Regions from separate parts of the Gossypium hirsutum genome. Here region 2 is linked to region 1. A link is a contact called in public Hi-C data. All regions are on one chromosome and are shown on one strand. The core of a region is the stretch at or near the end of the contact, and the rest is flanking DNA. Distances in the headings are between cores, read along the strand shown. Region 1 has its middle 6.3 kb from the start of LOC107922963. Region 2 holds the start of LOC107922953 (probable WRKY transcription factor 47).

Evidence for each region. A called contact is a pair of places that touch in the nucleus more often than the background predicts.
Region 2: a Hi-C map of leaf shows a contact between it and region 1, with 2.9 times the contacts expected there. The contact joins the promoter of LOC107922953 here to the enhancer-like site in region 1. A contact is called at or near these places in 7 of 34 Hi-C or Micro-C datasets (cotyledon, hypocotyl and leaf).

The regions. Positions count from the first base shown.
Region 1 is chrA12:83,497,200-83,503,652 of Gossypium_hirsutum_v2.1, reverse strand. No RefSeq gene overlaps it. Among protein-coding and RNA genes, the nearest start is that of LOC107922963, 6.3 kb to the right of the region's middle. Within about 2 kb of position 4,377, at least 2 of the 9 cell types and tissues checked have an H3K27ac peak or open chromatin away from gene starts, as enhancers often do. A contact at or near this core is called in hypocotyl and leaf, where this site is marked.
Region 2 is chrA12:83,554,855-83,561,378 of Gossypium_hirsutum_v2.1, reverse strand. LOC107922953 (probable WRKY transcription factor 47) reads right to left here and starts at 2,824. Exons shown (of 6, transcript XM_016853160.2): 1 at 2,525-2,824; 2 at 2,385-2,441; 3 at 2,146-2,301; 4 at 481-885; 5 at 267-380. The coding sequence starts at 2,731.

The DNA of each region.
Region 1 (6,453 bases), core at 3,128-5,627:
TGATCTGATTTGACCCAATCCAATCTAATCCTCCAAATATGTTTCCCCTGGTGATATAATCTTCATTGATGGGTTAGATATCATCCACATAATCAACACAACTCATAAATACCAATCAATAAATTGCCAGCATCATTAATATGGAAACTATCTCAAACAACTTCAATGACCAAGGAATGGGTACTCCCTCAGGCACTCAATTACCAATTCCATATTTTTCAACAATACTAATAGTATATCCAAACCTTAAACACTTACCTTTATGGCATTTGTTTTATCTTTGTTAAAACGTTGGGTTATCGGTCCAACCTTGAAAATTCATTTAATATTTAATAGTTTAGATAAATATATTAAACTTGAAAAATGAAATTCAATAAAATAATAATAAATCAATTAAAATATGAGATGAACTTGAGCTTCAATATTCTAAGGCCAATCTTGGCTTTACTTGATCCGTTTTCAAGTTTATAATATATACATATTAAAATGTGTTAAGCTTTTTATATTTAAAATTTTAATAAAATATATAAAATGGTAATAAAAGAAATATTTATATAGAATTATCAAATATTAAATAAAACAATATTTTTTAAAAACTAAAATATAATATAGAGAGACCTAAACAGACTCAAATTAATAATTTACAAATATAGATAAGCTTGATTAGAATTTTATGGGTCCAACTTAAACATAATCCAACAGATGAACACTTTAATCTCAATTAATGCCATTGGATTAGTAATTGCATACTTAAATTTTCTAAAATGGTAGTTTCATTTTCTTTTCTTTACTTGTTATTTCTTTATAATTCAATGGGTTAAGAGTCTCGAATTTAGAAACTCAAAACTTCTAGCACTTTAACTTTATCATTGAGCCAAAATTTTATTGATGACTCAGTAGTATTTAATTGATCAATAGCATGCAAGGGTCATTTAATCTTTTCAAATGGTGTAAAATGAAATTTTAATATAATGATAAAATTATACTTTAACCTCTCAAAAAATTCATTATAACAACCCGATTTTCAGTGGTGTCAGAAAACAGTGGTTAAAGACCACCAAATCTGACGAGTAAGCTCATAAATTTTATTATTTAGTATTTTACGAGTCAAATGTGATTTTAGAAAGATTTTTGCATTAGTAATTTGTGTTTTATAAGGATTTATTAGGTCAAATGATTTAGAAAATAAGGTATCGAGACCTCGTTTCTATAAACCGAGCTGTAAATATTTTTATAAATATTGACGAAGTGTTATTAAGGTAGTATTAAAGTTTCGTTAGAAAATTTTAACGTTTTGATAGTTAATGAATTAAAAAGAACTAAATTAAAAAAAGGTGCAAAACTTGCTAATTAAAAGAAATAGTAATTAAATGGCTTAAATGGTAAATAGGGATGACTTAAAGAGTAATTGGGCCTAAGTGAAGTGGCTGAGGTGGCATAAGCACAAAAAAATAACAAAATGATGTGATTTAAGGGCAAAATTAGAAATAAAATACAATTAAATAGCCAAAATGAGATTCTAATAGTTTCTAGACCATTTTTTCTCCAATTTTCTGTCCAAAAACACCATTGAAGAGCTCTTAAGTCTGGTTTTCATATTTTAGCTTCATGTAAGTTTAATTCTTGCCTTTTTCTTGTAATTCTTGTGTTTTTAAGACTTTTACAATTAAGTCCAACTAGCTATTTCATTAGTTTTTAATTTTATTGGAAATTTTAAAAGTTACCATTGATGAGTACTGGATGTTTTTGATGAAATAAAATAGATTTAGAGCTTTAACTTCATTGTATAACGATTTTATAAAGTGATATGACGATTTTATAAAGTGATTTTGATAGATATTGATTTTAGGACTAAATTGTGAAAAGACTTAGGGTTTGGTATTAAATTTTTGTTTATCAAGGGTTGTATGATAGCCTAGAATATTTAGATAATTTTTCAATTAAGAAAAATTAGTTCATTTGATAGACTAATTAATAAGGGACCAAATTGCAAAAGTTGTTAAAGTTGGAGTGATTATGTAAATTTGAAAAAAATTGAGAGGTATTAGTTGCAAAGTGAATTGGAACTGAAATATATGTTAATGAATGAGTAATTTTATATTTTAGAGACACGTAAAAAAGGAAAATTGGCAGAATTGTCCCTAAACTTCTACAAATCTTACAATTTAACCCAGGTAAGTTCGTATGGTTAAACTTTAATAATTATATTGAATTGATGAATGGTACTACGTATTTAGTATATTGTTGAAAATTGAATTATTATTAAGATATAAATTTCAAGTGAATATCCGAGTTAAATGAAACGCGGGATTTGAGTACAATCATTGTGTGGTGCAATACAGAAAAGGAGGAATTGATAGCAAATTACCCAAGTAAACTGAAGTTCAGCATTTGTTGCGAAATTTCGTGTTTACTTTCCGTTTAGCTCTCACGAGCTTCTGTTCAACTCCTATGAGTTTCCATTCAGCTCTTTTGAGCTTCTTTTTAACCCTTATGGGTTTTTGTTCAGCTCTTATGAGCTTCCGCTCAACCCTTATGGGTTTCTATTTAGGACTTATGTGCTTCTGTTCAGCTTTCTAGCTTCTGAAAACGATGTACTCTTGTCCGTAAGCCGTTCTCCGTTTTGGTAGGATTTGGTAAATGACATATGTAATTGAAATTGAAAGTTGTATCGTTTGTTATTGATATTGATTTGAAAGAAGTGTGTTCATCGATTAAGGTTGTGATTGACAGGGAGATTGCATAAATAATTTACTTATCTGATTTATTATATTAGGTTCGGTAAGATTTATGTTTAACCTATCGAATTTGCTAAGCTTCATTAAGCTTACTTATGTTGTTTAATGTCTTTGTAAATTAACGTGAGGTTGGGAGATCGGATCAACACATCAAGCCACTCTATCCAACTTGTTCCGATAGTTTTTGCAACGTATACTATGATTTATATGGCTTGTATAAGGTTGGTATGGATTTAATTAAAGTTTAGTTTGTTTAAATATTAAGAGTGAAGTTTTGTTTAAATATTCAACTTATATATATACATGTTGGTTTGGAAATGAAGTAAATTAAAATGTGGATGTGAATGATATATGCTTGTATGTATGTAATTAGTAGTAAATTTTAATAAATTATGAGATGGATTAAATAGGTAAGTTAAATTATTTGAGTATATGTGATGTTATGTTATGCATAAAACATGATTTTGACTTGTTTTGATTGCTTGCTTGGGATGTGTTGATGTGTCAAAATGTTGTGTATAGGTTGATATCAAAATGGGTGAGAAATGTGGCCTTAAAATGGCCTATTTTCGTTTACACGGGCAGAGACACGGGCGTGTGTCTCAGCCGTGTGTGACACAGGGCCTAACACATGGACGTGTGGTCTGACTGTGCGTCCCCTGCATCCTTAAAATTGAGAAATAGAATACCCAGGTATTTTCACACGGTCTAGTACACGGGCTATGGCTTGGCCGTGTGACCTAAGTCAGAGAGTTACACGGCCATAGACATGGTCTGGGACACGACCGTGTGCCCCACATTAAATGCCCACATGGCTTAAGACACAGGCGTGTCTCTTGGCCGTGTGAGCCACACGGGCATGTGTCCCCTGCACCTAGGAAGAATTTTGAAATTTTATGAAAAATTCTCTAAGTTTTCAGTTTAGTCCCAATTTATTTCTAATGCATAATTTGGGCCTCGAGGGCTCATACAAGGGACAATATGAGTGATTTATGATTATTTTCTAATATGTATGTTTAAGGATATGAAATGTTCTTGAAAAGTCCGATAATGCTTCGTAATCTTATTCCGATAATGGATAAAGGTTAAGGGTGTTACATTCATAATCCATTTCAAACCCCTTAAAATAATTTTCTAACTTCGCCTAGCTCGATTTTTTTTGGGGGGTGAGGGATTAAAATAAAGGTATATCATTCATGTCCATTCTATGGTCCATGAAGACTAATACTTTCGAGGTTCATGGTTAGCCCTCTCAACAATGTCATCTCTAGTATTCGAATCAAATTCTTTTCTTGTAAATATAATATATTTTACCATTACATCTAACACTTGTTGATTAGGGTTTTTTTTAGAGAAACACTAGATAATACAACATGAATTCCGTGTAATGCTCATCTTAATTGATGAGAAAACTAATAAAGAAATGGATGCCATTTCCATATTCGCTTGTGTTGTCATTTTCTTAATCCAAATGGGGAGGAAGGCTGACTTTATTTTTATCCAAAAGTCACGCTCTCCCTCTTTGCTTCCCGTGGGACCAAATTAACTTGTAATAAAATGATATTATATGTAATGTAGCCAATCAAATGGGCCAATTTGCCAACTTTCCTCTTATCAACTTTGAAAAGGGGGCGACATTCGAAAGAGAGAGACAAAGACATGAAAAAGCAAAGTCAAGGACTGTTGTAAGTGTTTCCACACTTAACCACCTTCAAGCCTTTTAGACTTTGAAGCTTCCCCATCTTCATTTCATTCTTTCTAATAATTGAGACCTTCTCCACACTCTCCCTTCACTCACCTGCTTTGTTTCGTTGTGTGTTGAATATGGTTTAATGGGATCTTAATCTTTGAAACGTTGTAAATGATTCTTTAAAGTATAGTTGTCGTATTAATTAGGATTTGTTTATTCACTTAATCTCTAGTTTAGGCATTAAATGCAAACACTCATCTGACATTAAAAGCATAATTATTGCATAGATGACTTCAACATGATGTGATAAAAGAAAAATAGAAAACAAAATTAAATTTTAAGGTAAAAGTACAGTAAAGATCACTCAAATTTTTTTTTTGTCACTCAATTATGAAAAGTAATAAAATAATCATTCAACTATTTAATTTTATTTTTTTTAGTTACCAATTGGCTAGTGTAAAAATGGAAACACTTAAAATCCAAGAAAATCGGATGATAAAAAAAGATAAAATCAAATAATTAAGTGATAATTTTGTAACTCCTCATAGTTGGATGACAAAAAAAAGAAACTAATAATTAAATAATTATTTTATAACTTTTCATAATTACATAAAAAAAAGTAACATATATTATATATACATGAAGCCTCGTATAAATACATACATGCAACTTGTAAATATAGTTGGGTTCCATATGAATGAACCCTTGACGTGCGAGAGAGGGGAGTGAGCATGTACTTGAGGCCTTTCATTTCAAATTGATATAAAGGAAAACTATCGATAAGTGTAAATACAGTGATAAGACATATTGTATTTTTAAAGAAATAATGTAAATTTAAATTTTGAATATAATATTATTAAAAATAATAATTAAAATTAGCATGAAAAAATAAAGAAAAACATTAATTGGTTTAGAAGATATGAGGGGGCTATTAATGAAGCGTTAGCCCACGTATATGTGTGGTCAAGGGTGATTGCATGCACCGCAATCTTTTGCAAAATTGTAGGGTTGTGTAAGGGAAACGAAACTGATTTTAATACAAAGCAATAAATCCAAACAGGTGGGTTGTTTTTTTTAGAAACAGTGTTGGAAGAATGGTCTCTTTGATAGGTACGGGAGAGGATTTGGTCATCTCTATTCTTAAAATTTTTTTTTATCTAATGTCACTAAAATATTAATAAATTTATATTTTGATCACTTAATTTTATAAAGCTATAAATTGATCATTAAACTATTAAAAAGTTTTTATTTATATCAATAGGAGGTTAAGTTTCTTTTTCTAAAAACTTGGATAGAGAGCTACAAGCGATGATTTGATAGTTTGTATGATTTATCAATACCCATCAATGAGTAAAAGTACGTAAATCTTAGGTCCAAGTCGATCTGATTGTCAGTGTCAGAGATCGAAGAAAAAATCTGTTTAGATTTTGGTTTATAGATTCATGGTGCTTAAGGCTGTTTCATAAAAAAAAATTGAACTATAAAAGAGAAAGGGAAAAAGAGATTTCGATTGTATAGACAGTGCAAGTAGAGAAGACCATAAAATAGTAATTTTAATAGTCTAATAGCTTAAATGAAAACTTTCGAATAATTCAGTGACCATTTTATAATTTTTTAAAATTAAATGACCAAAACGTAAATATATTAATAATTTAATGACCTAATTTTCCTTAAAAAGGAATTTAATCTTCTTCTTTTGTTCAAAAATGGAACCACTTTCTTTGCAAAACAGTGCAATTTTTGTCTTAAATTCTTTATAATTGGACCACCTTTTGTTTTGCCTCTTTAAATCTTTGTTCTTTGTCATAGTGGAGATATGGGAACTTCGACTACAGGCCATTTGGGCTCATACATTAGTAAAGAAAAAGGCCTGAAGTTTCTGTAATAAGATTTTGGTTAAACTCTGCTGTTAGTCCTTTTCTTATGCATAAGTTATAGATTGAATCTCTATATATTAATTTGGTCATTTTTAGTCCATATGATTTTTTAATCTTGAAATTTCAATAATGATTAAATGACATAACC
Region 2 (6,524 bases), core at 1,575-4,074, 59 kb before region 1:
ATTCAAACATTAGTGCCTAAATTGAAAAGTATTAAAGTTGGGTGACCAAAATAAAAATACGAACTTAGTTGCATGACCATTTTTATACTTTACACTTAATTTTAAGTAATATGCCAAACATATTTTTTAATTTAAATTCAACACTTAATTTTTCAGTTTATCAAACGTAACTTAAGGTGAAAAACGGTTAGAGACTAAATAAAAAAAGTTGTCAAATTTAGAGAGTAAATGTTGCTTTATCGTTAAAAGTAGAGACTTGGACGTACCTGCTTACGTACTGGGCAGCCAACAGCCATAGTGCAACGGTAGTAAGCGCGTGGACAAGGGTTACCCTTCGCCATCTTTTGACCATATTTCCTCCATTGACACCCATCGGTTATCTGCACCAAAAAGGAAAACAGAAAACCTAAGACCCTCCATTTCCATGCATACATACAGACACGCATTCTCTTATTGATGTGTACAATATTAATTAGTTACCATGGGAGCTTCTGATCTTGCCCTAACCGACACCCTGGCCTTTTTGAAAGCTACTTCAGGGACCTGTTCTTCTTCCTTCTTTGGCTCATCCACCATTGGACTACTCTTTGGCGAAGTACCCCAGCTCTGTTGACACGTTTGATCGATTCCATCTTCGACAAAGACGTGCTTCCCTTGAATATGAACCGTCCGATAATGGTCGTCGTTGCCGTCCTTTGACACGACATCCATGGTGGAGGTGGTGGTGTTGGCTGGGGAAGAGGCTGACAGTTCTGTCCTCTTGTCGTCAGTTGCCGATGGCTCGTTCACATCTAATGTAGTCGATGGTCGTCGTGGGTCCATGGATTGTTGGATTGACATTATGGGATGACTCGGCATGCCTTTTACTCCTCCTTCCTTGTTCACCTGTTTCAGTACCAAACTCTTATTAAACCTTAATCATGATGATGCTTGGAATTAGTACCTAAGCTTGTCAATTTTTTTCAATTTTGAACTATGTGATTGGTGTAAAGTCATTTTCTAAAACAATTATATTTTTATAAAAAAATTTAAAATATGTCATAAATCTTTTTACTCTTTACAAATTTGATTTAGTCCTTATACTTTTAAGTTTAAGTTCTACTTTTCAGATTTTAACATTTAAGTCCAACTATTAAAACTATTACTATTTATTATATTTGTTGGTGTTATATTTTCAAATTCCTAGAAAGTTGATAAGTGGATGGACTAAATTCCTAGAAATAATATGGTACAATATCAGGAGATCAAAATTGAAAAAATTTGCCAAGTTTAAGGACTAATGTGGACCAAAAGAAAGTTTAAGGACCAAATTGAAAAAAATTACCAAATTTAGGACTAAAAGTTACTTTATCCCTTTCTATTAATGAGAGAAGAAAAATATTGCCTTGTTTTCCTTTTTGAACCAATCATCCATCACTACCTCTAAATCTATCAAAATAAAACATTAAGTCACACTTACTGCATACCATTAAAGCCTACTAAAGGTCAAGTGATAAGATCTCGAGTTTGAAAAAAATAACACCGGAAAGCTTCATTATTTAAGAGTCTGACTCTACTTAAAAATAACCGAAACCCTAATAATTAAGATCATGAGCTTCATTTTTTTGTGCTAGATTTGGGGAGTTGGAAATAAAGCTAATAGGCAAGTGGTTGAGTTATCGCCACATATTCTATATACTAGTTTCTACTCTGTGTAGCACATGGAAGATTTGAAGATAGAATTGTTTATGAATTTAATGGAAAAAATTAAGAAGAAAAGTGTTTTCAAAGTACGATGGAGGACTTTATATTAATAGTCGGATTGTAAATTAATTTCTGTGCATTAATTTAAAAAGCATATTAATTTTTTTTGTTAAAAATTTTAATTTTTTATATAGTTAAAAATTGACTTGGTTGATGGTTGATGGAATATCTCATCAACATGTTATGCATATATCATGTTAATGTACAAGAAATAATTTTTACCAGTACAAATAAATAGAGGTTAATTTACTTAGAGTAGATGCGAAAATTCAACTCTTAATCAAAAGAGCACATTGCACGTTAACCAATTTTTCTTTTAATACCACGTGAAGGAGAAACACCTAGGAAGATGATGAAGATAATATTTGAAAATAAATTTCATGGGTTTTGTTTTTTGGTCACCTGTTGTTTATTAATTGCAAGTAGGGCCTGTTTTTGTACCGCCATGAATAGTTGACCTTGTAGTTCATTGTAGTTTCTTGTAATATGATCCAACATGCTCTTCAGTCTTCGATTCTCTTCATGTAACCTTTCTAATTCGATTTTAAGAACACTCATCTGTTACAAAAAAAAAAAACCAATCCTCCATTAACAAAGCTTAAACTCAGTAACTTAAAAAAAATGAAAATGAAAACACTTACTTCAGTGTTGGATTTCTTTTCACTAGGCGTCCTTGAACTGACAAGATTTAATCCAGTCTGAAAACAAATATATTTTTAGTAAATTACAGTTAAATTTCCATATATATAGAGAGAGATGGGATAGTAATTCAAAACCTTACGTTAACATCAAATGAAGAAGATGAACCATTAGTATTAATCTTGCTGTCTTGATGATGATCGGTAGAAAAGAAATCCATTTCCATGATGTGGGGCTTGACCTTGACATGATCATCGCTAGAATCATCATGGGTTCGGTCGGATGCGGAGGATCTACGGCGGATGAGGTCGTCGGAGTGAAAGAACGGCGAAGGGTGGTGCTTTTCCATGAGTAAACGAGAAATTTAAAAGATTACTAGAGAAATAAGTGGGGGGAGGGGGTAATATGCAGTTTTTTTTTTTTTTGAAGCTTTCAATAAAGAGAGGAAAAAGGAGTATAAAAGAGTAAACGTGGACCAGCCGTTTTTTACTTGAGGGAGATATGACGTGGCAGTTGTTAAAGAGGGGCTACGTGGCGAGTTCTGGGCGAGGTAGGACGGAGAAGGGAGTTAAAACGGTGCGGGACGAAATTTGAGAGAGACAGAACCGCGTTAAATGAAAGAAAAAAGAATTGTAAATTGATGAAGATTTTATAAATTAGAAAATCGAGGTTATGCTGAATTTTATTTTTGTTACTTTTAATACTTATGGTATAAAAAATAAATATTTTATATTTAAATAATAAAAATTATATTAAAATATTATATAGAGTTTAAAAAGAATGAAATCTTTTAAATATTTTATCAATTTTTTTTTAAAATCACAAAATAAAGTTCAAAAATTCAAAATTCAAAATTAATAAAAATACTGAAAATCAAATTAAATTGAAGACCATGACGAGACAACGGGTGAGAAAAGTTAGGGTACGAGCAGTCCACGTTGTACTAAGGTCAACACAGTTGACGGCACGGCTTTATCTGAATCTGACGGTTGTTAGGGATTTAAAAGAAAAAATAATAAAGGTGGGGACCCGCTAGGTGAGAATACCTAATCCCACTGACTTATGAAGCCAGCTAGCCAGAGAGCCAGGCAAGGTCCTCACGTCATACTCATTTTTATTCAGTCCACGGCTCTTGGAATTTGGAAAGATCCCCTCCTCGGCTCCCCCGCTCATCTGGCTTGGCTGAGCCCAAATACATCCTAACAATTTACATTGGACCAAATATTTTCAAAATTATTCATTCAATATCAATTCAAATATGAATTCAACCTTATTTAAAATACATTCATCAAAGCGTAAATCTGTTTGTATAGAATGCTTGAATTAGTTTAGAAAATTGTTTATTTGCAACACGTTAGATTCAAAGTGCAGTAAATATATACGTATTTATAATTTAATTAATATATTTTAAATGTATTTCATGTTAAATTTGAGATGACAATTATATTTGATTAATCATTATGTAGAAAGATCCTAATTAGAATTTGAGTCCTAATTTGAGTATGTGTGTTGCAATTAACCTACTTAGAAATCTATATAAATAAGGATTATTATTCTATATATTGCTAGTGGAGTAAAAAAAATTTACAAACGAGTTCAGAATGATGCCATTTTTTTCAATGTAGTAAAGTAATAAAATAAATATTATTATTTGGTATAATGGCAATATATTTCTTTTATTCAACAAGGAGCTTTAAAAATTATCACATGTTTTTTTAAAATATTTAGTTTTTTTAATATTTTATTATATTCCTACAAAATATTTGTCAACTTTTAACTTTACTTGGGGAGTCTAAAACTCCACTACTAAATATTTTTCCCATAAAATAATTAAAAATAAAACTTAAGCTTGTGGAATAATTATCATATAAATAATCCTGTTTTCACATATATTTTCCTCTTGCATGAATAAATTTTATTTTATTTATCAATCTGTGAATATAAACAATTATTGGTGTTATATTATACATCGATAATGATAGTAGAAATAATCTCAAAGCAATAAAAAAGAAAAATAAAAACACATAGATTTTAATAGAAAACTCTTATCAGGAAAAAACTATGGGTAAATGAGGAGAAATTCACTAATATTGAAAAACAACAATACAAGAGGTTTTCTACTACACATGTTTTAAAGGTTAAACAACTTTTTTTTTTATAATCAATGTTTAATAGAAGAAGTATAGTCCTATATGAATTCAACTTGTGCGGCAAGGTTCGTACCGCGGGGCGGAGGTCAAGTTCAGTGGTGGATGGGGATCTGTGGTAAGTTACGACCTTGGTCCTTCACCCCTACTAATCCCCAAATTTGCCTCTCTATTTTATTTCTTTAACAACTGAGTTACATCTCGAATTTTCAAGTTGGAATTCGGGTCACACAACTCTAACAATCAGTAATTTATTTTTTAATATGACAATAAAGAAATTTTATAATTTAATTTTACACGTATATTTAAGAGAATATCATCATCATGGATATGAATATATAAATACGAAGAAAGATATATTCAGGGTTGATTGAGTCTTAGCTTGGCTAATAACGATATTATTGATAGTACAAGAGGCATGAATATATAAATACGAAGAAAGATATATTCAGGGTCGACTAAGTCTTAGCTTGGCTAATAACGGTATCATTGATAATGCAAGAGGACGTGAGTTTAAGGTTGAGATTATTGAGAGATTATAAATAATTTTAGGGATTATAAAACAATATATTCATGGAAACTTAATTTTAATTAGTTCCATTCAACTAACGAGGTTGATGATATCCCAAATATAAAATATGGTCTCCTTTTCGGAGATTTTTTTGAGTGTTTTAATTCAATTAAATTAAGAAAAAAAAACTCTTTCGTTATTATTATCCACAATACTAAAATTGGAGAAATTGAATTAGAGACATGGGAGTGTTTTTTCTACACCACTCAATGTATTATGAATTGCGATGTTGAATTATTGATTGCTCATAGCCTTAGGCATATCTATCAACTTAATAAGCAAGCAATAACCACAAAATGGACCGCCCTTTCCATGCAATTATGTTGGCAAATTGCGGAAGTCAAGGGCTAATCGCCCTTACAACTATACCTAGCTACCAATACTATTTTGTGTAACAATCTTGATGGTGAGAGATAACGAAAAAAAAAAATAAACTTAGTTGAATTGGAATTATTGTAATGACGGTCGAAACATAATCATATTTCATTAGCAGAAACTTTTGACTTTACTTGGTCACCCTTAACTTGATTTCAATGGAAGACCAAATTATTATATCTACATACACATATATGTACAAAATTGATTGACTTTGTGACCCTTATACAAGGTAATAAAACGAGATAATGATAAATATTGTCGAATTTGTTATTGTTTCATTGCTGACAAGTTTTAAATCCTCACTCATCTCATTACATTATTATTTGTTAAAATTTGAATTTATGGATATTGAATGTATACATAATCATGAATCATCCTATTTCAACTTATTTTATATTTATTAGTTGTATTCAATACTTTAAATGTGAAATTCACTTAGAAGAATAATTTATGAATATTTGATTTAAATATTTTTCAGGTTTATTATATAATATATTATTACTTTTTTTAAATATTACAATATGGGGCTAGCCCCATCCTACTTCGTCATAATTGTTTGGATATAAATATAATAATGATCAAGTAATTTAATTTCTCAAGTCTTTCTTTTCTTTTTTCTTTAAATTTCATATATAATAAATATTTTACATATTTCTTGACAAGTTCAAAGGAAAAGGAAACGAGGTAAGAAATAGTATATACATAAATTAATTTTATTCAAATATATTATACATAGAATCTTTTGCTTTTATTTCAAATCATGCCATCACTCAATGCACTAACTCTAAATTTTCATTGATGAGATGAGATTAAATTATTAAGGAATTGAAAAATAATTGTTGTATTGGAATTCAAAGTAGTGGTACTATTTTTATATATTCAAAAAGAGATGTTGAATGATATAACTTATGGTTAAATATAAAAAATTATATATCAACATTTAGTTTAATATGTAATATGATACATAAATTTGGACATGGTGTAATTATATAAATAACATTGTAGATACTAACGTCGATAATGATATTATAGAACAATCGCAAAGT